Regions from separate parts of the Mus musculus genome. Here region 1 is linked to region 2. Evidence: chromatin contacts called from public HiChIP or PLAC-seq data. All regions are on one chromosome and are shown on one strand. Each heading gives the region's core, a stretch centred on a gene start, on an enhancer-like site or on the middle of the called end of the contact. The rest is flanking DNA. Distances are from core to core; before and after follow the strand shown.

Region 1 (2,953 bases), core at 447-2,946, 1.1 Mb before region 2:
TAGTCTGGAGCTTGCTATTAAATTGGTAGTTCAAAAAATATTGTAACCAAGGTCTAACAGTAAAAAGAAGGTGCCAGGTGGCCGCTGTGCTGTGGCCCTGCACCTTTGGTGGCCCTGGCTGTGTGCTATGTTCTTGACCGTGGACTGTTTCAAAGCCCTTCTAAGGTGTTGACAAGTCTGACTGTTGGTTTTCAGGCACATCATGGAACATCTGGAAGGTGTCATCGACCAGCCAGAGGCGGAGATGTCCCCACAGGAACTGCAGCTCCATTACTTCAAAATGCATGATTACGACGGCAACAGTTTGCTTGACGGCCTAGAGCTCTCCATAGCCATCACTCACGTGCACAAGGAGGTAGGTCAAGGAGGAGGCAGGGTTGGGCATCTGAGTAGACAGTGCCCACGCTGGTGACCTGTGCTGTGTTCCTGCCTCAGCAGAGCATTATCCGGTTTCTGTATCCCACCCTCACCCCAGAGAGGCTAAGCCTGGTTGGCCCAAGCTAAAATGTTGACATTTTCACTACAGCTGGAGTTTGAGGGTCCGGCCAAAAAACCACAGTGTAGGGCACAGGAAAGCGGTCATTTCATCTGAGAAGAAGGGTGACACCGGGACCAAGGGGCAGAGCTTTGGAAGTAGGTGGGGGTTGTGTCATACTGTGAGGTACTTCCTGCTGTCCCAAGGCATGGTCATGTCAGGCTCCCTGCCTGCCTGCATCAATAGGGGAGACACTTACTCTGCTTGATGGAGGCGGGGAGGGGGTGAGAGATGAGAGGCAGTAGGGAGCCCAGCAAGCTTTCACTGCAGTGGATTCTGTGTGGAGGTGACACTACTGTCAGAGGAGTCAGGATCCAGCAGTCCTGGCACGGGAGTGGCAGTGTGGCCATGACATTGGTGTGGGAGATGGACCAAGGTGGTCTCCACGAGAATGGCCAGAGCTTTGTCGCAGGCACAGCCCTCTGTCAGCAGCCTCTAGAACAGGGCGCTGCTTTCTCTTCAGCAGTGTTTTGCAGTGTTTTCTTCCTCTTGTTTTGACCTTGAGGTGTTCATTGTCACTGTTCCCATTTTCTTAGGCAAATTGTGCAGTAGGCTGACCCTGTGGAGGAATCAGGCAGTGAGCTCTTGCCTTAGGATGGGTGTAGAAGTCACAGACTCTGACAAGCGGTTCTTTGTAATCCAGACCCAGCTGTCTGCAGTGTCTGTACATTACCTTGTTACTATATCAACAGTGATAAAAAGCCAGGACCTGTTTTTATCCCATCTTTCTGTAGCTGGCATATGTAGTTTCTCACTTGGAGTTTTATAAATTGACCCTGCCTGGCCTGAGTCTGGATTCCTAGAAGTGGCACATTCTCCCTCGAGGGCTCCTAGATAAGTGACCCTTGTAGGCGTTTGCTAATGCCCTCCGTAATTCTGCCCCTCACCGTCTTGTGTACCTCTCGGTAGGAGGGGAGTGAGCAGGCGCCAGTCATGAGCGAGGATGAGCTCGTCAGCATCATAGATGGTGTCCTGAGGGACGATGACAAGAACAACGACGGCTACATCGACTACGCTGAGTTTGCAAAGTCACTGCAGTAGACCGTTGGCTCTTTCCTTTGTGCACATGTGACCCTTGCTAATGTGATGGATGTGTCTGGTAATGCGAAACAACTTATTTCCGTCTACTGCTCAGCACTTTGGTAAGAGCCTGTGGCAGTCTGTAAGAGTGGGGTGAGGAAGAAGCCACATGACTGTGGAGAGAAGTGGGACAGGCCTCAGTCCCTAGAGGTGTGTTTAAGCTTGTTGGGCAAGAGCTGGATGCGGATCTTCGGAAGGGCGGTGGGTATCCCGAGTTCTCAGGAATCCGACTGTAGAATGCCACTCTGACTTCTTGATGTTAATCCATGCTACCTAAAGTAAAGACAGGCTGCTTGGCCAAGTGGACACACTTGAGAAACAGTGGAGGGAGAGTGTGAAAGCCACACGCTTGCCCTGGTTGGTCCTGTCTTTAGGCAGATGTGGTCAGTATTCTGTTCCCCAGGCATACAGCATCATATATTAAAGCCACAGCAGAAGAGGAATGTCGCCCACTGAGGCCACCCAGATGCAGAGTCTAGGATTCCTTGCCCACTGGCCTTTTGGAAATGAAGCACCACTGGCCTGAATAATTAGCCTTTTCCAGATCTTCAGTATCTTCCACAACTACTGCCATACCCTGTGTTGTATCATTTGACCAGGAGGGAAACCTTGAATTGGGGTGTGTTCTCTAATCACTTTCCACTGTCTGAGCTTTCCTGACCCCTGTATTGTATCCTTGCTCCCAGGGCTCCCTTCATGGCTTGTGAACTGTTAACTTGGTATCTCAGGTTAAACTGTCAGCTGGTCTAGCCTGAGCGAGGCCTGAGACCATCAGTCACTAAGAGCAGTGGCTAACCTCATCGAAGTTGGAAGGAATGTTTTTAAAATTACCTCTTCGAGCCTGAATACAAAGAATAAAAGAATAAAAGAATTCTTTTAATTTCAGGGAAGATCAGAAAAGAAAGCCTAAAGCCCTTTAGCGTTGTGAACCTCAGTAGTAGCTGAAAGAGAAGCTGCCACAGGTTGTACTTGCTCTGTGAGATGTTGTAGACATTCCGTAAGAGAATCCAGAATGATAGCAGGATCAGGAAAGAAATGGAGCCAAATCTGCTCTAAGGTGAATAGAGACTTATTTTTCTTTATTAAAGTATTCTTGTAAGACAGTTTTCTGTGTCAAGTATTTGTGAAATCAGAGCTGACATGTAAGCTATTCTTGTAATATCTCATTATTTTGAAAGATTTATATAATGAACTCTGGCTATCTGACAATAAAATGGATGAAAAAGCAAGCAGCTGTTGACGTTGACTCTGTCCCCCATGAAGCCTCCTGCCGCATGGAGGCTGGATCAGTGCCAGCATTCACACCTGCCTTCCTCCCAGAAGCTGTGAGGTAGCTCA
Region 2 (2,711 bases), core at 37-2,536:
AGGAGCTGATGCAGAGGCCATGGAGGGATGTTCCTTACTGGCTTGCTTCCCCTGGCTTGCTCAGCCTGCTCTCTTATAGAACCAAGATTACCAGCCCAGAGATGGTCCCACCCACAAGGGGCCTTTCCCCCTTGATCACTAATTGAGAAAATGCCTTACAGCTGGATCTCATGGAGGCATTTCCTCAACTGAAGCTCCTTTTTCTGTGATAACTCCAGCTGTGTCAAGTTGACACAAAACTAGCCAGTAGAGATGCCAACATCTAATCGCTGGGGGAAGAGAGAGAGAGAGAAAGAGAGTTAGTTCTAGGTTTGGGACAGATAGGAAGGAGAAGGGGGGACACCATGCCTGAGGTGTGGACAGGAGAGAGAACCAGAGCTGCCATGTAAAGGGTTTGAGAGGACATAGCCCAGAGGGCTGCACAGTTGGGTCTAGAGAAGCCAAGATGGTTAGTAAGAAGTAACTCAGAATTATCGGTGGGAGGTAGATTCTAGCTAGCAGCAAGGATGCTAGGGAGTCACCCAGATATTGTGCTGCTTAAGGCATATTTAAATATAAAGGTTGTGTGTGTGTTTCATTCAGGAACATAAACCATTGAGGCGGGTAGCAACCCTGCATTGGGATTTGTTATTAAATTTTAATAATGTATCTACAGAATATTTTTTTACTTTGATCAAATAACTTCTGAGCTATTTGTTTCATTTATAAATGAGTAGTTAATGAATATCTGATTTTTGACAGTGTATCCTTTCAGTCTTTCAGTTAGAAGTAACAATGCACAGGCATTTTCCATACTTGATCATCCATAAGAGAGATAAATGGGGAAGACAAAGAAGGAAAAGGGACAGGAGGAGAAAAGATGGTTTTCTGACCACTGGATTGCCTTTCGAATAGAGCTTGGATGTGTAACTGAAGAATGATAATCCACACACAATAGTTCTGTCATCAATAGCTTTGGAGCTAGGTCCTGGTTGTCTGTCTATGTGTAATTAATAGTTCCTATCAACTAGATATTAGTATTCTTAAACCTGAAACATCTGCGTGCTAGTCATCCATCTACCTTAGCCACCAAGTCATCAAATACCTTCCCTGGCTCTTGTTCTCAACACAGGAAGGTATATTTACTACTGTGGTGGTATGAGGAAGAATGGCCCATATATTTGAATGCTTAGTCACCAGTGAGTGTTATTCTTTGACATGTTTAGAAGGATAAGGAGGTGTGGCCTTGTTGTAGGAAGTATGTCACTGGAGATTGGCTTTGAGGTTTTCAATGCTAACACTTTCACTTTCTCAACAGTGTTTCTCTTTCTCTTGGCCTATGGATAGCAATGTAGCTCTTAGCTACTTCTCTAGCACTAGGCCTGCCTGCTGCCATGCTTCCTTGCCATGATGACAATGGACTAAGTCTCTGACGTTATAAGCAAGGACCCAATTAAATACTCCCCTTTATAAGGTTTGCCATGATCGTGGTGTCTCTTCACAGCAATAGAACAGTGACTAAGACAGACTACCATTCTAGTTTGAAGGGGAAAATAAGAGAAAATGCAGATAATTTTGCAAACGCATGAACATTATATAGCCTCATGGCGGATGAAGCCAGAACACCACATCCTCCGAAGTCTACAACCATCAAAAAAGGCAAGACTGTCATGGGCAGGCTGGAATGCAGTCAACACTGGGGAAACCCACCACACACCAACAGGGCAGGAGCACTGACCTCTAGCCCTGGATGCCCTGGCTCCACAGGGAACCCGGAGGCACCGCTATCTGATGTTGAATGCCACTTGCAAGGACTTCCAGAGATGAGGGCTCTGGGAAAAGAGAAGGTTTCAGTTCACAGGGGCACGTCTGCATCCGTGGCTGTTACAGAGCCGATACTGAAGAGCAGGCAGGCAGGCAAAGAAGCATGTTCTAGGCATGTAGATCTGACCCTTCCTCCCTGATCTTTTGGACCAAGGCCAATGTCAACCGCTCTGGGAAGCCTTTCCCTGTCTCGCTCTGGACAATCCTAACATATCAGCCTTTAGGGAGCTGTTTGAGATGGAAAGTGTGAGGCACCAAGAGCAGGGAACCCCCTTTTTTTATCTGTTCACCTCCATCTCATTCACCTTAAAGCAGTCGGGGTGAGAAGCCCTTCTCGTACACTATCTGTCTCCCCCCACAGACACACACCCCTAAGTTGGAACTTAAGAATAAAGATATTACTATAATTACTTAAACAAACACTGGAACGTAAGCGAAGGAGATACCTTGCTTGGTAGAGCACATGTGTGACTGTAAGCACCAGAGTTTGGATCCCCAGAGTGCATGTGACTGTTGGGCAGATATGGTGGCTGCCTATAATCCCAGCATCTAGGAGGCAGAAAGAAAGGATTTCCCAGAACAAGGTGGGACCAGCTAAGTAGGTAAAGTCTGTTCGAGTGAGACACTTCTTCAGCATAGAAGGTGAAGAAAGACCAAGGAAGACACCTGCCATTCATCTCTGGTCTCCACAAGCATTTACACACATATATACATAGACCCCTCATACACACCCACACATGTGAATATATACACACATATACATGCAAAAACAAACCAAAACAAAAACACCCCCCCAGGTTTCAGAAACTAATACTTATCTGCACACAAGGCATGATGATATGATCAGCATATCAGTACTTGTGAGTAACTATCCTAGAAACATTCTATCTTCAAATTTAAAATTGCCA

The links. HiChIP or PLAC-seq counts read pairs in DNA pulled down with a chosen protein or histone mark.
Region 1: an H3K27ac HiChIP or PLAC-seq map of acute myeloid leukemia shows a contact between it and region 2, with 5 times the contacts expected there. The contact joins two enhancer-like sites. A contact is called at or near these places in 3 of 39 promoter capture datasets (the 3T3-L1 cell line, embryonic stem cells and liver), 2 of 484 Hi-C or Micro-C datasets (the HPC-7 cell line and palatal mesenchyme) and 1 of 115 datasets of contacts at active chromatin or transcription factors (acute myeloid leukemia).

The regions. Positions count from the first base shown.
Region 1 is chr17:87,254,549-87,257,501 of GRCm38.p6, reverse strand. It overlaps Mcfd2 (multiple coagulation factor deficiency 2), which reads left to right. Exons shown (of 4, transcript NM_139295.3): 3 at 196-355; 4 at 1,445-2,953. The coding sequence ends at 1,576. Among named protein-coding and RNA genes, the nearest start is that of Mcfd2, 9.9 kb to the left of the region's middle. Within about 2 kb of position 1,696, at least 59 of the 459 cell types and tissues checked have an H3K27ac peak or open chromatin away from gene starts, as enhancers often do. A contact at or near this core is called in the HPC-7 cell line and acute myeloid leukemia, where this site is marked.
Region 2 is chr17:86,186,531-86,189,241 of GRCm38.p6, reverse strand. The region is part of intron 1 of Prkce (protein kinase C, epsilon); the gene reads right to left. Among named protein-coding and RNA genes, the nearest start is that of Prkce, 20 kb to the right of the region's middle. Within about 2 kb of position 1,286, at least 85 of the 459 cell types and tissues checked have an H3K27ac peak or open chromatin away from gene starts, as enhancers often do. A contact at or near this core is called in the HPC-7 cell line and acute myeloid leukemia, where this site is marked.